Regions from separate parts of the Mus musculus genome. Here all the other regions are linked to region 1. Evidence: chromatin contacts called from public Hi-C and promoter capture Hi-C data. All regions are on one chromosome and are shown on one strand. The core of a region is the stretch at or near the end of the contact, and the rest is flanking DNA. Distances in the headings are between cores, read along the strand shown.

Region 1 (2,722 bases), core at 61-2,560:
GATCCAGCCTTCCCGCAGCCTCCTGGGTGCTTGCAGTGCTTACCGATGCGGTCCTGGCCGTGGCTCACGTGACCCCGGAGCTTCCGGGTCTTCCTCAGTCTGGATGGCATGGTGGTACCGGGCAGAAAGGGAAAAGGGCTAGATTTTCTTCAAGCCAATAGAGTGATTCACAGAGACCTGAAGCCAGAAAAGCAACAATTGTGTAAGCATGGAGCACTGGCTGTATCTTTGAAGAAGTGTTTTGTGGAAAGCCTCTCTTCTGTGCAAACTCTGGAGCAGACCAGTTGGGCAAAATCTTTGATCAAATTGAGTTGCCTCCGGAAGACGAGTGGCCTCCTGAGGTAGTCCTGTCCAGGGGAACCTTTTCCCTTAGAGGGCCTTAGCTGGCGCAGTCAGTGGTGCCGGAGATGGAGGACTGGAGCTCAGCCGCTCCTGGAAATGCTGACTTTTAACCCACATAAGTGGATCTCTGCCTTTCGAGCTTTGCAGCACTCTTATCTGTACAAGGAAGAGGGTGACCCCGAGGGAGAAGTAGAATGGCTGTGGTCCCTGCTTCTGGACACGTAAGTGGAGAAGACCTCAATGAAAAGGCTGCTTCTGCTTTCCTCTGAGACTCCTCCAGCATTTTTCAGAGATGATTTAAGCCTTAAATGACATCCCCTGCTCCTCCTTATGAGGGTTACCCTCTTATCCTCCCATCTCTCTGCACTAAAGGGTGAGCATATGTTGTCTTCCTCCCTCCCTGACTTATACTGGGGTCCTTTCTCATACACGAAAACAAAACAAGACAAAGACAAATAAACGCATAAAAGAAAGATGAGTCTCCCCAAAGTTTGGTGCCTATGTGGGACAGACACAGCAGGAACACTGAGTCACTCACGTAATTTGATTCCTGGCAATGACAAGGTCTGAATAGGCTACTGCAGGGCACTCATGGTCTCTGGGAATTGATTGAGAAATGTGATATTTATTCTCTGGACACTCACATTGGAGTTGCCAGGTAGGAGGCATACAATACACTTACGCTTACAATAAGAGTAAGCAGAGATTTCACACAGAGTCCAGTGTCAAGAATGAGCAAGACAGGAGGCTGATGAAGGAAGCGTCTGCCTTTACAGTGAATGGTGAGGGGTACAACTGTTCTAGAAGGTGTTGTCTCCAGCTGAGCGACAAGGAAGAAAAGGAACGGCTCCTGCAAAGACCCGAAGGAATGTGCCGAGCAAAAGAACAGCATGAGAACTGAGTGTACGGTAGAGGAAGTGTCTGGAATGTTTGGGTCACGGAAGGGAGGCGTGGCAGGGACACAGCAATCAAATCGAGCAGGCCTGGGGCAGAGGTCACGCATGCTGGCAGGAGAAGAAAAGCACCTGGGAGTGCCTGTAGTCAGTCCAAAGTGTGTGTGTGTGTGTGTGTGTGTGTGTGTGTGTGTGTGTGTGTGTGTGGTGTGAGAAACTGACCGTTGAGGTTGGTCTGGTGCTTCTTCGTATTCAAATGTTAGATTCTGTACCCCAAGGTCTGCTTGACCGAAGAAGAGCGAATTCCCACGTACGCTAGCTTTTGTTGTGTAAACTTTGCCTCTCAAGTTGCTCCTGATTGGTTAATAAAGATGTCTACAGCCTGGGCTGGACAGAAGAGAGGGAGCTGGAGTGAGGGTTCACAGGCTGGGGGGCTCAGGTAGGGACCACGAGGGAGAAGAGAGTGAGGAGAGGGGGAGGAGAAGGCAGCCACCATGGGGTGGATCATGAGCACGTGGCCACGAGGGCTGGTCTGATGAATCAGGAACGGTGCAAATGGGGCAGATGCAAGTGTTTATGGGGATTGTGGTGGGGAAGCAGACAAGACAGCGTAGTGCTTTAAAGCTTATTATAATCTAAAGGTTTCTGTGTCTTTTATTTGGGGACTAAATGGTCTGAAGCAGGGTAGAAAACCCTAACAGATGTTAAAGGCAACAGTGTAGAATGCCCCTACACTGTTAACCATTACAATTGACAAGAAGGAAGACAGGCCTACTGGTTAGGAAGCCATGATAGCAACACAGGCAAGAGCTTCTGGTGCTCTGAACTGTGTGGCATCCATAGAGAGAAAAATGGGTGAAATGGAAGATATCTGGGGGCTCTCAGTGATACAGTATGTACTTGGGATATATGAGGCCCTGGGTTTGATCCTCACTATCAAATACAAACACAGATATGTGTAGATGTGTGTGTGTGTAAAATGGTGGCATGGCTAGGCTAGTGCTGTTACTGTCTAGGGGTCTTGGTCTGGTTCACTTTCTCTCCCAGCTAAAGAACTTACAGGTAGGAAAAAGTCAAGGGCAACAGGTACACAGGGAAGACTGAAAGAACAGCTAAGAAAGGCCTTTCCCAGGAGTAAGGAAGCACACACATACATCAGGCACAGGGACAATGACCCTCTGCAGACCAGAAGAGGCACCGGGGAAGTCTCTTCTTGAAGGCTTGCTCTTCCTGGCCTTGGCTAGCATCCCAGCTTTCTTGGGTCCCCAACAACAATGCCCCAATGTCAGCAGCAAGTAGTCATCCCTTATAATCAACAACAACAAAAAATCCTCTGGAACAAATGACTGACACATTGCAAGGGCCACGAAGGAGAAATGATATATGGCTTTAGAACTCATGGAATGTGGCCCACTGGTTATCAAAGCCACATGGGTGAGCCTCTGTGTGGCATGGCCCCAAGGACCACGTGTCCTGAAGACTTCATG
Region 2 (2,722 bases), core at 136-2,635, 110 kb before region 1:
AAATTATAAGGTATTTGCATTTTCATCTTAAATTTTTTTCTTTGCATTTATTTATTTATTTTTGTCAGGGTGTAGGAGATTGTGCCATGGCATATACATGTGGAGATCAGAGGACAGGTGGAAGTCAGTTCTCTTCTCCTCCCGTGTAGGTACCAGCTATAGAATTTATCATCAGGCTTGGTGGCTGATGCCTTTAATCAGTGCTATCTCACTGCCTCTCCCAAATATATATATATAAAGTTTTTATTTGTGTGTGTGCGTGCGCGCACGCACACGTGCATGCATGTACATGTGCGTGTATCCACAGAGGCCACAAGAGAAGTTACAAGCAGTTGTGGATGTTGGGAAGGAACTTGCGTCCTCTGCAAGAGCAGCAAGTGCTTCCTAGCACTGAGCCAGGCCTCAGCCTCTTCAGTTTTACTTTTGGTCTAGAAAGTGGTCCTTAGGGAGGCGGTGCTCTAACCCCGCAGCAGCGCTGTCTGGGTAGAGGAGGAATGGCTGCTCTTTTACTTTGACTCTTTCCTTTCTGAACCCTTCGGCCTGGCCTGCCAGTCCTGTTTCCCCTGGCTCCCACAGGCTAGCACCTCTTTGGTGGCCTTCTGTCTGCTCCTCACACTGGTGGTGCAGTTGGGTGGGGGATGGGAAGAAGTCCAGAAGAGGAAGTGGAGACCAAATACCAGAGAGAGGCACAGCGGAATCTGGTTCCCAAACCTCAATGTTTGAGCAGCATACTCCTTGGAGGACCATGTGGGACCCTTGGGAGGCCTGTTGGGGGGATGCCCAGGTCACCCTGCTGAGGTATGTGTGTATGTATGTATATATATAGTCAGACAATCTACTGCTTGGCACCAGGTTCCCCAGGCATACGTCACATGTGCAGACTTCATCTTAATCCCCCTTATGTCAGAACGCTGAGTGGCTGAGCCAGAGACACTCGGTACAGTACAGTGGCCAACAGCATGGGATCTGGAGCTATCTAAATTGAGATTAAAGTGTGACTTATAACTTTGGGTCAGTCCTTACTTTCTTCAGCCTCGGTTTCTGTATAAAAGAGGGGTAACAGGGTTACTGATTCAAAGGCATCTCATATAGAAAGAGTCTAGCTCAGTGCCTGGCACAAAGGAAAATGAGCTGAACCAAAATGGTAACTACTGTGGAGTTCAGGCTGGAAGCCCGGGCAGGGGGTAGAGGGCCTGTCTCCGCAAGCTGGGCTCTGGCCACTGCACAGATGGTGTTGGTCAGTATCTGTGTGATGATTCAGGAGGTTTGGACTCTGAAACTCACAGGGCCGGCAGAGTTCCGCCCCGCCCCACCCCACCCCCGCTTGTCCACCTTTGTTCATAACACGGTCCCTTTCTGCGGTGCTCTGAAGGGCAATGATTTCAGGCAGAGGAACCTCTGTGCATGTGGAAACAGCAGCCCGCCTCTCATGGCAGCCGCGGCAGCCAATGGGCAGTGAAGACTGTTGCTAGGGTCACTGTGAACCTTATTTGGTGACACGGGGCTGACCGTGCGTTCACCTCTGAGAACCCTGAGAAACACCAACCACAGCTCAGCACTATGAACGTCTCAAAACCACAGCTGCATTTCCTCCAAGAGAAGACTCGACTCTCCCCCTTCCTGTCTCCCTGGACCATCAAGACCGTGGCACTCAGTCGCAAGACAGAAGAGCCTGCTGCAGACTAATGTCGAGCAGGCTTAGTGGCAAGAAGGCAGACACTAGCCCGTGGCAGCTCAGAAGTCCGGACCCAGAGAGGACCAATCTTCCATCCTCAAACATGGCAGCTGCACCGTCTATGCCCCACTCCCCTACTCCCGCACTCCCCCCACAAACACACCCAAAAGGTCTGCTCCTTGCCTCACTTCCTGCAGCCCTGGGAAGCCTGCTGGTGAGACAGAGACAGGCAGAGGCAGGCAGGGAGGGAGGAAGTGGGCTGCCCCTGGGCCCTCACCATCTGCACTGGCCACATCGTCTTCAGCCCAGGCCAGGCCACAGTTCAAACGGTTGGCAGTTTGAGTTTGTCACCTTCCTCTGCTAAGACTTCTAACTTCACATTAAATAAATGAAGCTATTGTCCTATCCTAGACAAACATTGGAAGGAAGATGAGGTGGCAGGCCCCTCATGTTTACCCTGCTCTGTGTGTTTGGGAGATGTATTCATAGTAATAACTGCTCTAAGCTAGGGTAACAACAGGGTACACACACACACACACACACACACACACACACACACACACACACGAAGGCACAATTTAATAAATTTTTTTTTTAAATCGCTCATTTCCCCAACCTTTTAGCTCCTACGTGACGCAATGAAAATGGCTTTTCTTCTGGTCCTTCTGGAGTCAAGTGTCCTTGTGTCTGTGGAATGGGCTACGTGACGTCCAGCTGTTTAGATAAGGGGGCAGAGACAGAGCTATGTTGAATGTGCCACAGGAGGTTTAACCACATGACCAATCCCCACCCCCAACCTAGAATCCTGTAGATACTGGAGACAGTCCAAGTATTCCATGACCTGGGGCTAGAGACTGGAAACTGCAGACTCGGGGTATCTGTCACCACCACAGCGTCACATGAAGGTCTGGGAAGACTTGTAGACACCAGAGCCCCTGAGGCAATAGTAGTCTTGAGGGAGCATCATAAGGACTCCACACTGAGTGTGTACTTGGCAGCACGGGGACGTAACATAAGCCTCACAGACAAAGTCTAAGCCGCAAAGGA
Region 3 (2,722 bases), core at 77-2,576, 100 kb after region 1:
CCACCCTTGACCTGGCCCTCTTCTTCTCTACCCTGCACTCGAGGCCATGGCCACGTGGGAAGGAGGGTTGTGGAAGGCAGTGCCAGAGCTGTGGTACTTGAGGGGGCTGGGGCTGCTGCTGGGTGGCTGGGCCTGTGGATAAAGTGCTTGCAGTACAAGGATGAGGATGTGAGCTCAAATGCCCAGGACCCGCTTAAAAGAGCTGGGCACTGTGGAACACGCCTGAGAACCCAGTGCTGATGGGACAGAGACAGGAGGCCTCTGGGGTAAGTTACCTGAGAGCTCCAAGTTTAATGTAAGTTTATGCCAAAGAATAAGGTGAATGGCCAGCTGGCTGGCTCAGTGCCAGTCCTGGTCAGCTGAGTTGACTCCCAGGGCCCAGCGTGGTGGGAGGAGAAAATGAAGTCCCACTAGTTCTCTGCTTTTCACCCGTGTGCTATGGCTTGCATGCACCCCCTTTCCTCATACAAAATAAACATTCATTTAGAAAAATAGGCAGAGAGCAATTGTGAAGGACATCCAGTGTTTCCCTCTGCATTAACCTGCCCACACTCCTGAGCTCATACTTATGCATACATAAACACTCACAGAGACAGACAGATAGACACACAGATAGACAAACACAGACACATAGAGACATACATACATACATACATACATACATACATACAGACAGACAGACAGACACAAGTTAAATAAGTAAAATGCATCAGAGGATGAGGCTGTCTGGCATAGACCACTCCTTGCTCCCAGCCGGGGCTGCTCTGACTTTGTCCTCCCATCCAGAGGGACCCTCACGTCCCACCCTTCCCAGGTCTTACATCACTTACTGCTTGCAGCTCTTTTCTTTCTACACAAACGTCTCTGCTCTCTACAGACATAATAATATTTGTTATGGTGAAGTGTTGTTGTTGTTTTGCTTTTAAGAGACATGGTATTGCTACATAGCCCAGGCTATCCTAAAACTGATCATTCTCCTGTCTCTGTCTCCTGAGAACATGTGTGCATCTTCACAGATAACCTCAGAAAAACTCCTGTCGCTCTCCTCATCCTCCTCGGAAGGCTGAGAACCTCGCTCCTCATGCCAGGGCCTGCTTAATGGAGGGCTGCTTATTGAGCCACGCGGAACCCTGTGTCTCCTGCTTGCACTATCCCTTCCTGTGAGTCCTCTTCCCTCAGACACGAGGCTGGGCCCGTGGCAAGAGGCCATTCACCAATAATTAAAGGAATGGAATTTGGACAATTCCACCTTGGCAACCTGACAGAGGGTGTGCATGTATTTGGCTAACACAACATAACACGGCTAAGGCCAGTGAGTCACAAACTCCTGAGAGCAATCAGAACTACATAGCCAGGTGTAGGAAAGGCTATTCGACCTCTATGATAGAGCACGATCAATAGTTAAGCTGGAACAATGGGAAAAGACTGTGATAATTTGGGGCCAACTAAAATGCTTGTTCTAAGTATTATAGGACTTTGTGTTTATTATGCTGTGGGTATACTACCTCACCTCCTTTCATAATGAGGGGGTGTTAGGTGGTGGGAATCACACTTTTCAGAGCACCCCTGAACAACTTCTATGAAACTCACCTCATTTCCTCCTCCAGAGAAGCTGGAGAGTGTCTAGGGCCTCCCCAAGGCCTAGGAACTGATGGCTTGCCCTCCCTCAGCTTGGCCTTCCAACAGTAGGACTGTTATCAGAGAGGCACAGCTGTCCTGTGTGGAGCTCATATGCTCTGGGTGTGGGCTCAGAAGCAGGCCAGAGCAGCTCTGCCCAGGTGGGACAAAATCCTGCCACCTAGCAAGTGCCTTTCCTTCCTCTGTATATGGCACATCGACCCCACTAAGTTGCTTTGTAGGCCACCAGCCTTCTGCTTTCACAGCCCAGCTCGAGGGCTTTATGTCCTCTGTTGTCTCTCCCCCAGGACCTCCCGTCCCTCACTCCTTGCTCCTGAGAATGTGTCTCTGCTGTTGTGTGGCTACTTCTGCCTAGGTCAAGCTCTTGTATTTGGCCATATTCTGGCCCAATACTGATGGCCTCCTGTGAGCTCCAGTCCTGCTGTGACTGGCTCAAAGCTGCAGCCTCCTCCTCCACCACACACACACACACACACACACACACACAAGATTGAGGACACTCTGGATACACACTCTATGGCGCCCTCCTCCCTGGCCTTTCACAGGGTTGCAAGGAGGGACATCGAAACCCAGAAGTCATTCCTACCTAGTATGAAGGCCACCACGTAGTTGGAGATCTGGCCCATGCCCACAATGGCAAACAACACAGTGAACATCTCCCAGTTGGTTGAGAAAATCTGCACGAAGCTGAATCCAGTCTGCACAGCCATGGTTGCAAAGAGGACTTTCTTCCTGCCAAACCTAGAGGACACAGCATAACACTGTAAGCCAGGGTCAGTTGTAACACCAAGCCTAGCCTCACTGTAGGCTCTGTCTTGTGTCAGCACTAAGGCAGATGTATGTTTGGTTTCCCTTTGTCCTCCCCTGTGACATTCTGCCAGCCTCCTCCCTGGAGGAGCATCTGTCTGCCCAGGAACTACCTTCCGAGGTACCAAGCCTTGCTTCTGGAAAACACAGGACATCTTCCGTGAGAGTCACATTGACAAATCTGATCTTTAGAAGGAGCTGTAGGGAGGCTGGGCGCAGGGGCATGTTCTAGTGGACAGAGTTGCTTAGCATGAATGAAACTTTGGCTTTGACCCCC

Evidence for each region. Hi-C and Micro-C count contacts between places; a contact is called where the count stands out from the background. Capture Hi-C pulls out chosen DNA fragments and counts their contacts.
Region 2: a promoter capture Hi-C map of adipose tissue shows a contact between it and region 1. The contact joins two enhancer-like sites. A contact is called at or near these places in 2 of 39 promoter capture datasets (embryonic stem cells and stem cell-derived epiblast-like cells), 1 of 484 Hi-C or Micro-C datasets (the N1E-115 cell line), 2 of 115 datasets of contacts at active chromatin or transcription factors (effector CD8 T cells and embryonic stem cells) and 2 of 9 other capture datasets (adipose tissue and liver).
Region 3: a Hi-C map of liver shows a contact between it and region 1, with 2.2 times the contacts expected there. The contact joins two enhancer-like sites. A contact is called at or near these places in 1 of 484 Hi-C or Micro-C datasets (liver), 1 of 115 datasets of contacts at active chromatin or transcription factors (the 230-238 cell line) and 1 of 9 other capture datasets (adipose tissue).

Annotation. Positions count from the first base shown.
Region 1 is chr11:53,903,046-53,905,767 of GRCm38.p6, forward strand. No RefSeq gene overlaps it. Among named protein-coding and RNA genes, the nearest start is that of Slc22a5, 13 kb to the left of the region's middle. Within about 2 kb of position 1,311, at least 98 of the 459 cell types and tissues checked have an H3K27ac peak or open chromatin away from gene starts, as enhancers often do. A contact at or near this core is called in the N1E-115 cell line, adipose tissue and liver, where this site is marked.
Region 2 is chr11:53,793,521-53,796,242 of GRCm38.p6, forward strand. All of the region lies in intron 3 of Gm12216 (predicted gene 12216), which reads right to left. Among named protein-coding and RNA genes, the nearest start is that of Irf1, 25 kb to the left of the region's middle. Within about 2 kb of position 1,386, at least 215 of the 459 cell types and tissues checked have an H3K27ac peak or open chromatin away from gene starts, as enhancers often do. A contact at or near this core is called in the N1E-115 cell line, adipose tissue and liver, where this site is marked.
Region 3 is chr11:54,003,170-54,005,891 of GRCm38.p6, forward strand. Slc22a4 (solute carrier family 22 (organic cation transporter), member 4) reads right to left here. Exons shown (of 10, transcript NM_019687.4): 3 at 2,225-2,379. Among named protein-coding and RNA genes, the nearest start is that of Slc22a4, 24 kb to the right of the region's middle. Within about 2 kb of position 1,327, at least 63 of the 459 cell types and tissues checked have an H3K27ac peak or open chromatin away from gene starts, as enhancers often do. A contact at or near this core is called in liver, where this site is marked.